2 separate regions of the Mus musculus genome follow, and region 2 is linked to region 1. Evidence: chromatin contacts called from public Hi-C data. All regions are on one chromosome and are shown on one strand. The core of a region is the stretch at or near the end of the contact, and the rest is flanking DNA. Distances in the headings are between cores, read along the strand shown. Region 1 overlaps Wdr25 (WD repeat domain 25). Region 2 overlaps Gm40576 (a long non-coding RNA gene).

What was found. Hi-C and Micro-C count contacts between places; a contact is called where the count stands out from the background.
Region 2: a contact with region 1 is called in a Hi-C map of cerebral cortex, with 2.1 times the contacts expected there. The contact joins two enhancer-like sites. A contact is called at or near these places in 1 of 15 datasets of contacts at CTCF or cohesin (the NIH/3T3 cell line), 1 of 484 Hi-C or Micro-C datasets (cerebral cortex) and 1 of 9 other capture datasets (embryonic stem cells).

The regions. Positions count from the first base shown.
Region 1 is chr12:108,913,251-108,920,034 of GRCm38.p6, forward strand. The region is part of intron 2 of Wdr25 (WD repeat domain 25); the gene reads left to right. Among named protein-coding and RNA genes, the nearest start is that of Wdr25, 22 kb to the left of the region's middle. Within about 2 kb of position 2,856, at least 97 of the 459 cell types and tissues checked have an H3K27ac peak or open chromatin away from gene starts, as enhancers often do. A contact at or near this core is called in cerebral cortex, where this site is marked.
Region 2 is chr12:110,226,890-110,233,650 of GRCm38.p6, forward strand. Gm40576 (a long non-coding RNA gene) reads right to left here. Exons shown (of 3, transcript XR_001780704.2): 2 at 728-4,351. Among named protein-coding and RNA genes, the nearest start is that of Gm40576, 7.1 kb to the right of the region's middle. Within about 2 kb of position 1,297, at least 11 of the 459 cell types and tissues checked have an H3K27ac peak or open chromatin away from gene starts, as enhancers often do. A contact at or near this core is called in cerebral cortex, where this site is marked.

The DNA.
Region 1 (6,784 bases), core at 1,606-4,105:
CAGAGGTCTCAATTACACTTCTGTCCCTGGGCCCACCCTGCCCTCCAGTGCATGCAGGAAGCATCTCTGTGGAGAGTGATGTGTTAACTGGGTCCAGGCTTGTTCAAGGGCCTTCGAATCTGCTGGGAGCTAAATCAAGACGATGATTGTGCCACATCTGTTGAGATGTTTGTATTCACGCTCTCAGGTAATAGTCTTGGGCCGCTGCTTGCAGCTTGTGTGTTTATTTATTACTTATTTATAAATCATAAATCCAGAAAGGATTTGAGGAAGCTTACAATGAAAGACACGAACACAGTAAAGCTGTTAAAACAAAACACAACATTAGAGCCATCTGAAAAAAGAGGGAGCATGGTGAGCAGGGGCAGGGGCCTCTAGCTGCCTGGCTTTGTAAGTCCCTGCTCTGTGGGAGGCACAGGGGGGATGCAGGTCCTGCCATGTGAGGTAGCCAGCATGAGTGGCTCCACATGGGGGCCAGGGCCCAGAGGACAGAATGTGAGTCTCTTCCAGGAGTGGTGAGCTCTTGGAGTCAGCCTGAGGAGGGGCTGTGGAGGTCCCTGGCCACATGGCCTGGATTGTTCTTTTTTCTGTGCCTCAGTTTCTTTCTAGTACATGGTGTTAATGAGAGTCAGTTCAGGGAACTGCCAGAGGTTTGGCCTTTGGAAAGGTTTGCTGTTAATCTGACTTAAAATTCTTGTGGTCACTGTTGTACCGGGCTAATGGCTCCGGTCCTTCCCTTAGGCCCCCAAGTGCAGAGAAAGGCGATGGTGCCATGGGGTCTCTGTGTGTGCCCTTGGCTCTGTCACACTGAAGCCACCCAGAATGACTTGTTTCTTGTTGGTTAAAAACACTTACAGCACTTGGAGCAATGGGAACATACTTTTTAATTATTTCCCGGCATGTCTACAGCAATGCTGTTGTCAAGGAAACCAAAGCCTCTGAAAAGCTTTTCAACTTCCCTGTCAAAAGAGGACTCTTGTGCCACACTCATGTCTGTGGGAATGGACCTGTCCTTCTGTAGCAACATCTGTTTCTTCTGGAGGGTTGTTTCCTTTCCTCTAACACATAGAGTCTTCCTGACCTGTTCCCGGGAGTGGCAGGATAGGAAGAACTGCTTGCATTCCTAACACAGTATTTCATTCATCCTGCATCTGTTGCAAGAGTTGGGTGCTGGGACAGAGTGAGATCAGAGACGAATGCCTGGACTAGTCTTCCCTGTGAGGAAGCAGCACAGGGGGTCAGAGCGGGCAGGGAATGGTGGGGCAGGATCATGACTGTGCTGTAGGGTGGAGGATAAGATGCTTTGGGCTGTTGGGGCACTGAGGAGGTGTGATAGATGCACAGCAAGGCCGTGGCAGACCATCCCAAGCACACTGCAAAGACCTAGCAATGTGGCAGAGTGTGCTGCCCCCAGTAACCTAAGGCAATCCAAGGATGCTGGCTGGCTGGGTACCTGAGGCCCAGAGGGACCTGTGCAGCCCTGCTGAGGAGTAGGGAGGGCAAAGAGATTTCAGCACAGTCTTCCAAGTGTGTGTGCTTTCTGTGGTCTGAGCTGCAGCTCCTTGATGTGTGGAGGCATGTCACTGCTGTGTTCCAGCTCCAGAGGAAAGGGCGCTGCCAGCTCGCTCAGGGCTTAATAACTCACTCTGGCTGTGGGAGTGTGGCTCTGCTGTAATGCTGCAGCCTGCACGCCAATAAAACTTTATGGCGGTTAAGCCTGTCAGGGGTGCTGGTTTATACGAAAGAGATGAATCACTGTGAGAAAAACGGGACTCTTAGTTTCTAACGGCCCTTCTTATTCTTCTTGTAAAACTTTAAAAAATAACCCTAGATGTATAAAGCAGCACGCAGTGAGTGCCTGGTCCTTCCCCACGTTCCTCACACTGACCTCCCTCTCACACAGCTAAGAAGTTAACATCAGGCAACTCTACCACACTCAGCTAACTCTGCAGTGCACTTGCCTGCCTTTTACTTAATTTCCTGTTAACGCCCCTTTCCTGTCCCAGGGACCAGTTCAGGGCACCATGCTCCATTTAGATGGCTCTTAGAACTCGGCAGGTGATGTGTTTTGGGGTATCCGAAGAATAGGCTGGAGCTGACCACCTACTCTGAGTTTCCTGTGCTGCTCCAGCCCCACCTGGCCTACACCAGGGACAAATGTGAGGATGCCTAGCTGAGTGTAAACTCCAAGCTTTCAAGGCTGCTGCTTCGTGAGCTCGTGAGCAGGAGAGGGCCTGCTCCACAGGGAGGCCAACAGAGTTCATGTGCCAAGTGCCTTGTGCTCAAGGGTGCTGCCTCCCACTGCATGTTCCTGCTCTTCCTCCTCTTCCTCCTCCTCCTCCTCTTCCTCTTCTTCCTCCTCCTCTTCCTCTCCTTCCTCCTCCTCCTCCTCCTTTTCTTCTTCCTCTTCCTCTTCCTCCTCTTCCTCTTCCTCCTCCTCCTCTACCTCTTCCTCCTCTTCGCCCCCTCCCTCTCCTCCTCCTTTTTCCATCTAGGCCTGACCCGGCCAGCCTTTCGTGCTGACATTGTTGAGAGTTTGTGTTTAGGCAATTCCAGCACTTTGGCATTTTCAGTTTTCCCGTGGTTTATCGGATAATTGAGTGTATCTTGAGGCAGCAACTGAGAGTTGAAATGTGTTGCCTTTAATGAGTGAAACAAGCTCTCCTTGCATACAGATAGCTGCACACTTGTGGGCGCTCCCATCTCCAGCCCTGCTCCTCCCTGTCTCTTCCCTCCATCCTCTCATGTCTTGATTTTACTTTCCCCTTCTGCTTGCCCCTAGTCCTCCATCAACTGTGTCCGCCTCCGCTTGCCTTTCCTCCTTTCCCCACTCCCTCTCCAATTCCCTTCTTGCATTCCTTTCCCAGCAACAGGCCAGTGAAGCTGTTGCCACGGTAACAGAAGCCTAGCAGAGGCTCTGCTCTGCTCTCCCTATGCGGCTAACAGGATGACGCAGATTGCAGATAGTGTTGATTTCTAGAACCATCTGAGCTCTGGCCTGTGGCCTCTGGAGGCCCTTCATCTTCCAAGGGCCATACCAGCACCATAGCTTGTGGTTCTATTCAGCTGATGGTCAATTTTTTTATTTGGAAACTTCAAAATCTGCTTTCCTGCCACTTCAAAATACTGGTTGCATGTGTGGAAGTGTCCCCCAAACCCACCTACATGGAGATAGATGGCAGCGGGAGGGAGGACTGTAGGAACAAGTCACATGCAATCTTTGCTGAGTTGCTGGGATGAATGAATGATTGTTTTAGGATAGGGACTTCAGGTCTAGTTGGATTTTTAAAACTCCAGTGCTTAGTCTCCTCCAGCAGGTGTTTGAGAAGAGCTTGCTGGTTCTAAGACCTGGGTCAGGACTGTGCAGAGCCCAGTGCCACCTCAAGGGATCCGTTAAGGAGCAGGGCTGGTGTGTGGACACAGGGCTGTGCTGACATTACACGGATGCTTGTTTGTCACAGTGGTCCAGTGGGTCCAGCTGGTGCCCATTCTGCTTTCGCATTAACTAGGCTCTGTGGTCCCCTCAGAGGGACCACAGAGCACTTGGCTTCTGGGCCGCCATGGAGCTGGTTGACAGTGGTGGCAGCCGCACTCCATCTGGGTTTGACTCAGGCCCAGCTTGTTGGCATTAGTGAGGATTTGGAGTCCCGCCATTCAGCCAGCACCAGCTAATAGCCCAGCAGGGAAGAGTTAGTCCGTGGATTATATTTAAGTTAGTCCTTATTCCCAAAGGTAACTTTGTTTAATAAAAACCTTAAGCCCCTATTACTGTGCTTATGGGTATCCTGGCTCCAGGGTGTACAAACACGACTTACAAAATTCAAATATTATTTGTGGCGGTGCACAAACATGTTCATTAATAGAGGGTGTGCTAAAAGCACAGGCGAGTTCCGTCTGTGCCTGAATGGTCTTTCTGCACTTGGGTCTTTTTATTTTCATAATCACTTGGAGCTTATTTAAATACCGCCCTTTCAGTAGTGAATTTTCAAGGGAGGACGCTATGTTATGTGAATAACTTCATGGCTACCCACAGTATTTCCAGTCAGTTGCTGTGACTTAAATTGATAATGGACCCCACACAGCAGTTGCTAATGGGGGATAATCTGGGAGTGTTTTGTTATTGTTTTTATTTTAGAAGAAAGGTTTGAAATTAGCATAGTAAATCTCTGTGGGATCTTTGCAAATAAAAGAATATCCACGTTAAAAACAACTTTCAGGAAAGATGTATGGTAATGAATAAAACATCAGTGAGTGAAAATAAGCGTGTTTAATTATTCAAGTAGAAGTAGTAATTTAAACTAATTATTGCTTGCGGATTTCATAATTCAGTTTTTGTCTCGCAATAATATTTCCTCTGGGCCTCTGGGGCGCGTCAGTGGCTGCCCCCGCTCCATTCCTGGGGCAGAGAGGCCTCCTGCCTCCCTGGAGACTCAGCGAGAGAGTGTGGGGTTGCTCAGGTCCCTGTTTCTGCCCTGCTCCTTCTGCCTTTGGTCCACAGCAGTCCCCTGTGCACTGTCTAATTAAGCACTTCCTTATTAATCACCTCTGGTTGGCTCAGGGACTCAGAGCAGCCTGTACATTGATTTCCAAGTGGGGGCTGGCATCTCCCCTCAGCCCCTCAGGGTCGTAGGCTTCCGTGGCATGCATGACCCCTTCTGCCTATCCCCCCCCACCCCAACCCCATACACACTGGGTAGTTTCCTGCTCTTTATGGCTGCCTCAACTTGCCTCTCTTCTTGGAAGCATCTGCTAATCCTCCATGGGAGTCCATCCCCTCCGATAGCTTTATGCTATCAGATTGTGGTCTTTTGTTTGTTTACATTTTTCATATTGGGCTTTTTTTTTTCCCTTTCTTACTTTGCTTCTGTTACTGGGGGAAACATGATCACCTAGAGGAATGGAAAAGTACTGGAGGAAACAGGAAGCAGGCTGCTCCATCATTACCTGCAGCTTGCAGTCATGGGCTGCTCTAGCAGCCTTGGGGGTGCTCTCTCTAGTTCAGCTTTTCTTGCCTCCCCAGGCTCTGGGGCTTGCGTGTCTGTTAGGAGGGCCTGGGTCTCTCTCCTCTGCACACTTCTGAGGTGCCCCTGGGATTAGTTGGTGCTGATGACAGAGGAGTAAGTGCTGAAAGGACTCTTGCTCAATCGCGAGAGGCTTTTAAAACCCAGTTATTACTGCTGCTCCTATGAATGCCCATAATGGCACGGGAGTTTTTCTGAACCTCTCTTTATTGCGCAAATGCTGCCTGGATCAGATCCTGACAATTCAGGTGAATTATTATTCTGCCCCTCAGAAGGTGAAGGGAAAGCTTTCAGTTTGTAACGTCTTCTTCCCAAGTGCCCTCTGTCAAAAGGTAGTGACATGTGACAGCCATTAGTACTTTGCTATAATCACATGCCATTCCATCTCATGCCCAAAAGCTTTCCATCTGCCGGGTAGGAAGGACTACCTTTATTTCAGACACCTTCCCCCTTTCTTTTGTTGTTACCTTCTCTTAAAAACAACAACAACAACAACAAAACAGCCTCCTGACTTTACAGGCATGATCTGTGGGAGGAGTGACTCCTTTCTCTATGAGGTTATTGCCACGGACAGGGGACACAGGTGGGACACAGGGGACAGATGGAGTGATGACGCTGGCTGCCAGGAACCAGAGGTTCACATTGAGTCACCAGCTGAGGCACCAGGCAGGTCAGGCAGCTGCTGTGTGTGTTGGGTTCCTCATTTGGGAGAGCATGGAGGTTTGACGGATCTTGGATGTGCTTTCTCTTGCAGTAGTTGTGTGATCTCCAGAGTTGCTGCAGCACAGTGCAGTAGTGACAGGACTGCAGGTGGCAACCCTTCCTGCAGAGCTGTCGCAGGGAGCATTTGCTGTTCCCAGTTGGTTTCCTCTCCATGTGACCTCCGGAGGAGACTATTAAGCAAACAGAGAAGTTCCTAACCCTTTGCAACCACTCTGGAGTAAAGCCACAGGCTCGCCATAAAATGCTGTGTGTTGGGAAAAATGAAGAGCCTGGTGCTGGGGACTTCTGTGTCTAGGAAGGCCAATGTGGCCAGGCCACATGGTACCCATCTGTACCTCGGCTCCCTTAAATGCCATCTGTACAAACTTGTGCCACCACCATTTATTTTTATACCATTTGATTCTTTGTGTATGTATGCCCATGTGCACGTGGCGGCTGGATGGCAGCACTGAGAGCCACCTTCAGTCACTCCACTCTCACTGAATCCAGAACGTGATCTATTTCAGCCAGGTTGCCTGGCCAGCAAGTCCTTGGGTGTTGTGCTCACCTCGGCCGGCATGGAAGACACAACACGTTCGGATTCTTCTCAACAGCCTTTATTACAGAAACGCCTCAATGCTGCTACGGGGACACTGGGCACCCAGGGAGGTCTGCTTATATACTCTCAGTCCCCATTCACTCACGGCAGGCCACGCCACCTCACCAGGCACGCAGCTTCAGCCAATCAGGGTGGCAGGGGCATGTCTCCACCAAATATGGACTTGTTTACACCGCCAGCATCATGGTGCACCTGTGCAGCTCTCGCGATGGTCGTGGCTTATTTTCAGGTGTATGAGGAAGTCAGGTGCAAGTCATAAGACTTAGCTGCAGTCCCGGGCGCCATCTTGGGACTGCTGCCACACCCGCTCCTCACACTTGGGGTCTGCCTGTCTCCTGTCACAGTGCTGGGATTACAGACATGTGCTGCTGTACCTGACTTTTCTGGGGATGCTGGGGATCTGAACTTAAGACCTCATGTTTGTGCATTGTGCTGGATAGTT
Region 2 (6,761 bases), core at 47-2,546, 1.3 Mb after region 1:
ATGCGGGCTGTAAACAGAGGTGCACGCCTGTACACGTATGAAATGTGTTGCTAGAGTTTGGCCCTTGCCATCACCGAGGGGGGCAAGCAGGTGATTAGCTCTTTCCAGAAAGTCTGAGTGAGCTTCTGTCTTTAGGTAGCTGGATCAATGTATCTCCCAAGTAGAGATGGCTCTCTCCATCAGTGATGCATATCCCCCGCCCCACGAGGGTGGATGTGGCAATTCCATGGGACCTTGCAAGGGAAGCACTCAGAACCATACTTAGTACCCAGTGATCTCTCAGGAGCACGCAAACCCAACACTGTGGGACTCAGGTCAGAAAATGTCAGCAAGATGTTGCTGTCCAGGGATGCCTGAGTCAGGGGACTGACCAGCCAGTGAGGGAACTGAGAGAGCTAGCTGGAAACGTGTGAAACCTGAGTGGAGCTCCTGGGCTGATGGGGGACCTGACAGTCACAGAGCAGCTGTGACAACGCAGCCTCTGCAGAGACAGCAACCATGAGCTGAGGGTCTTGGCTTGTTGGGGAAGACAACAGGGGTCTCTGGATGAACTCTGGGGAGCAGTGACATGGGACAAGGTAGGTATCAGCTCACAGGAGGACCACTAAGTTAACCCCACCCCACCACAGCACCCTGCCTGCATCTCAGACCACTGTTAAGGGGAGGAAGTGGGTTAAAGCCACCTTTCTGTCCTCCCAGGGTCTTGTTCCCTCCGAAATCTCCTCACCTAGAAGCATGGCACTGTAACCTTGTCATGTCTGTGACTGAGGGTCCTCCTGTGACTCTGCACACACAGTAGGCACTTCTAGTGGAGGAAATCTGGCACATAGTAGGTACAAGAGGACATCTGATGAGGAAGGTCCGAGAAACAGGATGGGTACTGGGTAACATCAGGTAGGAGACATGTTAGCACACTGTAGTACTTGAACACTGGCCAAGCTAGCCCCTGGCCATTCTTTGGGGGTACACAGAGGTTGCATGGTCTGACCTGCATGTGTACTCCCCTCGCCCCAGAACCTCAGTCCCCAGGCCTCTCCTTGGTCACCTCTGCCAGGATCTGGGTGTCCTCAGGAGACCCCGGGAAGCGGGTGCCGCAGAACTGGGAGGCAGTGTTCCCTTCCGTCTTCACATCGGGCTGAGACTCAAAACAAAACTGTCAGATTTCAGAACATTTCACAGCAGCAAAAATAACTGCACTTGGGGAAAAAACATGCAGACACTTCTCAAAGTCATGTAGTCGCTTCAACAATGTGCCAAAGGCTTCTGGAATTGACAGGTTCGGTTTGCCACGCACCAAATGCGCCTACCCCTGCCAGCCTCATCTCCCGAAGCTCCCGAAGTCTTTGTGTGCCAAAGCCGTGGTACAGAAAAGACAGCAAGCAAGCAGGACGCCACGGGGCTGCCTTGGCTCGGCCCTATTACATTACAGCTTCAAAAACCCTGCCCAGAACTCACAGGTCCCACATGCCAAGTCCAAGGTGACTGAAGCAGGAGCAGGCAGATGGGGGCCACATTCAATCGCATCTGATTGCACGCAGGGCTCTCCCCGTTGGCCACTGCATTTGGTCTTCCCAGCCACCTACAAGAGACATGTCTCTGCTGTGCAGATGGAGGTATCCCTGGTCAGAGGCAGCCTTCCTTTCCTGGGAAGGAATCCTATTGGCTTCTGTCAGGGCTCTGCATCCTCTGCAGCAATATGAGGAGTGGCTGGAGGACTGCAGGGAAGAGCCCTTACTCTGAAAGCATGTGGACCTGGGTTCGAGTCTCCAGTGCCCACACTAAAAAGTGGAGCATGGTTGCCTGCACCTATAACCCCAGCTTTGGGAAGAATGTTGGAAGCAGGAGGACCCAGGGACTATGAGGCAAGGCAGCCCAGCTAGAAAGGAGAGCTTTGGGTTCAGTAGAAGACGTTTTCTCAAGGTAATAAGGCAGTGATTGATTGATAGCTGGCGTTTTGCTCTGGCCTCTTAAAGTGCAGATATGGATGCACGCACCCATACAGGTACATAGGCCACATACACACAATAAAATTAAAACACAGTTTTTAAAGGAGGACAAAGGGGTGGTTAGGCATGTAGTTTCCCAACCAAAAATAGTAGTACCTTCTGTCCTCCTTAAGCATCTAGGTTGGTCACATGGCACATTTGATCACTGGGTGTGGGCAATGCCCTCTGACCCTGTTCTCACCTTCTCAGGGCAGGAAATGAAAGAAAGGCTCATCTTAGATGGCACGGAGAAGTCACTTGCGGATCAGCAGGGCCATGAGAAGCATAGGGGCTGAGCTGGCACTGTGAAGCTGCCCCAGGAGAACCTGGACCCTGTCCACACCATTGTGGCCTCTGAGGGAAATTAGCACTTAACCTACAGTGAGTGTCGGGCAGCAAGACTTGCCACGGCCCCTCCCAGAGCTCAGAACAAAGAGCCCAAACAGGGAGCTTTGCAGAATCCCATCCAGGGAGAAGCAGAGACAGGTGAAGGAGGTCTTCATAAAGACAGGACTCTATCCTGGCTAGGACTCTGGGTCCAAGCAAGTAGAAGAACAAATGCCCTTGAACTGGAGCAATGGTAGAGAGATGGAGAGATGTCAGCATGTTGGACATGGGCTTCAGAGGGAGCTTGGGGAAGACACTGGCACTGAGTGAAGCCATTGAGGGTGGTAGAGGATACTGTGGGAGAGCCAGTGTGCCTGTGTCTTTACTGGGAGTCGGGATACACCAGCCCAGACTCGGGCACTGTAGAGTGACTGAAAGGAGGTGCCCAGCAGGCAATACAGGTCTGGACGTCAGAAAATGGCCCGAGAGTGTAAGGGAAGGGATTGACCACTGATGCTTAGCAGTGGGTACCAAAGGCGGCAGTGAGACTGGCTGGGAGAATGAAAGGTGACCCAGTGAGAACGAAAGAGGAGTCTAAGGAACAGCAGACTTTTAAGGTTGATAGAAAGGAAAGGGCCTTTGGGGGTGCCCTGGGAGAAGGAGGATCCCCAGAGGAAAAGGGGGGGTATGAGAATTGCAAATCCAGAAGTCCTGAGAAAGAATGGGCTAGCTGGGTCAGTACAGTCCATCAGATCAACCAAGATGGCTACGTTGGGGGTGGAGGGAGCGGATGGCAGATAGCAGAGGATGCAACACAGAGAGTAAAGTCAACCCAGGACCACACAGGACATGTGAGAGCCTTTGGGGGTGAGCAGGGGGCTTTAAGGTATGAGGAACAGGGACACGGGCATGTGGGATCCTGGAGGAGCGCAAGGGTGCCTGGCAGAGGTGGCTCTGTGCAGCAGTACATCTTATTTCAAGGCTAATCTTCGCCATCCTCCAATTTCCACCGCTTTCTACTTAATATTTTCCTTAGATTCAATCCAAAATAGTCTCAAGTTTTAAACCTGCCTTCTGCTAGACAACACTCTCAATAAAAATCCAAATTTGTTGGAATATTTTTTTCTAATACACATGAAAAAAAATGTGCCATTATATAAAAGAGCTGTCCGGACACATCTGAAATTGCCTTGAAACCCGCAGAGTTCCCCTAGCCTTAGGAACTTGGGATAGGGGAGGGGCACACACGTGTGTCTGGAGTCAGGTGACATAAGGTGGCCTCCAGGCTCTGCTAACCCCAGCTGGATGATCTCCGGCATGTGATGTAACCTCTACCAGCTCCAAACTCCATCTCTCTAAAGTGAGATAAGCTTGTCTGTCTGTCTTTCTGTCTGTCACAAGCAGAGACGTCGAGGCGATGTGAGGTCAAGAGAGAAGCACAGTCCTTAGCAGACTGGCCTTAGCAGTCAGCCCTGTGAGCATTTGGCATCATGTTGATGAAGATGGTCCCTATGGGAAGGACAGATGGACACACACAGAGGCAACATGCCAAGGTACCTGTGCCTGGCCCACCTCTCTCTAGCCAGGGCTGTGAAATGTTCCAGCTAGACTCTGGAATAGATTACTAACCGCTAACTTCAGAGCCTCCATGCCAGAGATGAGTATGAACAGACCAGAGTGTGTACCCGGCTCCACGCTCCAGCGTTGATTGGCTTCTGGGAGGATCTACCAGGGAAAGAAGCTCCAAAGTACAGACAGGCTCTGCCTCCCAGGGCTGTGCTCACAGCGGGTAAACATGCAGAGGCTGCCGGGTACCACACCACATGACAGCCAGGAGATTCCAGCTTGCCCACAGGCTGAGGACCAAGGGAGAAGCAGTGTAGCCTGAGGCCATCACTCCTGCCCTGTTCGTGGTGCAGTGTACTTACGATGAGAATGCATGCCTGTGGATGCTAAACTTCTTCCCCACTTTTCCTCCTTTCTAAGTTTGGTCCTCTCTAACTGTTTTTTAAGTTGGGTTCCGTCTGAACTATGAGGATCTGAAAAAAAAAAAAAAAGAAGAATCCCCAAATCTCTTCTGAAACTGCTTTCTACCTGGTCTCTGTTGGGGTAAGCAAGCCTTGAACCAGCTCTTCTAGAGCCTGACTAAGCCCTGTGTTGAAACTCTAGCCCTGTTCCCCTCACTGACATCGCCAAGCCCACTATGACCCACATCTTGATAGCTCGCGCAACGCAGTTTGTAAAGATAAAACAGCCTTGTCTGGACAGACAACTCCAGGAGAGAGAAACTGCAGCCTTGCACATGGTCCAGAAGCCACATTTAACATCCCATTCCCCAGTTCTCCCACATAAACCCCAAGTATCCCCTTTCTCTTTAGCAGACACCCCTCTCCTTCTGTGTCTGTCCCTTGCTGTTAGAAATAAACAGTCCAGCCTATGGAGGTCATTCTCCTGTCTCTTTAATCTGTCTCGGAATCTAACATTAGGTTCCCTCCGATGTCTAACAGTCTCCCCTTGTTGGGGGAGTCAGGGAACTGAGGGACAGGAGAAAAATTTGAACTAGGATATAGCTTTAGAGAGTAGTCTGGTTTTCTCCCCGCTTAACAAGTACAGAAACTGAGGCTCAGAAACTCAGAGGACTCAAAGCTGTCGTCTGGCTAGAAGTGGTGTGCGCAGCCTGTCTTTGCCACGGGTTCATGAAAGCATTTTCCCAGGGACTTTGCTACATACACGGAAGCACCCTAAGGACCTCGTCTCTCTCTCTCTCTCTCTCTCTCTCTCTCTCTCTCTCTCTCTCTCTCTCTCTCTCTCTCTCCTCTCTGCAGCTGCCAGATTGTTCCCTGGAAAACAAGCAGTCTGGCTCCGTCATGGTTGACTAGGTACAGAAAGAAAGAACTCCGCTCAGGGTCAGAGGGCAGAGCCCAGAAAGCATGTTCCGTGTTACCCTGGCTGTGCGCTTGGCAGAAGCCGCTGCAGCCTGGCTGACCAAGGAGCCAAGTAAACCCCTCTCTCTACTTCCAGCACTGGCTGGGCCAATGACAACCTGGGGACAACTGAGGATCTGGCTGTAACCAGGTAAGGTGTTCCTGTGATTAGCATGAAGGTTTACTGTCCCAAGAAGCCCCACCTACCCCTCTCCAGGGTAGTGGGATGTCCCTGTTCCTTCCAGGACCTTACTAGGCCCCCAGGGCAAAGGTGAGCCCTTCCCAGTCCTGTTGAATTGCATCAAATTCCAAACTGGCTGGGTCCAAAGAGCAATCCCAAACACGCTTCTATAAAAATGTGTTGTAAAAGAGCATTCTCCACTCACACTGGCCCTCTGCCCGCTTCCACTTTGGGGTTCTGGGCAGAATTTGAGAAGCAAACTTCTCACCAATTACCATGAACAAAACAACTCCCAGAAGATGCAAGCTGCTGCCAGGCCCAGCCAGGGACAAACCCCATATACAAACAGTTTCCATTCTGTTTCAGGAAACCCCCAGAGATGCCCCTCACGAGGCCGAGGCCACAGCCCGCCCTGCCCCATCGGCCCCTGGCATCTCTCACCTGTGGCTCCACTCCTCAGCTCGGGCAGCCAGAACAAGCTCGCACAGACACACGAGTCCAAGAACACGAGATGGAAAGTCAGGCAGCCACCCTGAGACCCAGGCCTCCCACCTATCACTCATTGCAGCCGCGGCCAGACAGGATGCTGCTTACCCTGGGCGCAACTCTGGCCACATCCAAAGCTTTCCAAGGGCTGGAGGGCTTTGGGGACCCCTCCCCTCTCACCTCATACTTTATATGATCAGGGGAAAGACAAGCAAAGGAAAGCACCCCTCCCTGTGGCTAAGACCATGTCCCCAAATGATCCCATGCGCTAAGAACTGGGCCTTTCCGGAGCAGATTGGAAAATCCTCCGGAGTGAGTGGGGGCCTTGCCAGCTGCTTGAGAAAATGTCTTTTCAGAGTGTACGGGAGTGATCTCTGCATCCCTCTCGTTCTAGGTTGGGCTAAGGGCGGCATGATCCTATGGTATGGGTTGAAGACTGGAGTCCCAGACAAGCATCTAGCACGCATCCGGTCTTCCTCAAGGAGGCTCCACCCAAAGTAAGAGGTGATCCTGCCCGGCTATGCACCACGCGGTGCAATCCTGAGGAGCAGGAACAATTAGGAAAGGCTTCCTGGGCAGTTGGCTCCTGCGGATAAGTAGTTCTTACACAAAAACAGTGTGGACCTAACACAACATTCAGGGGAAGGAAAGAATTACTGAGTCCACAATTGCATATCAGCATCCCACAGACAGCATGTGCAGTTGCAAGGCTGGCCTGGCCAGCTGCAACCCCGAGGAGAGATGAATCTAGCAAGAAAGGAGGGGAGATGCTGGCTGGCCTGGCAGGAGGCGTCTGCAACCACCAGCAGCGTGGGCTTTTGAAAAACTGTGTGGAGTCACAGAAGGCTCCAAATAGGC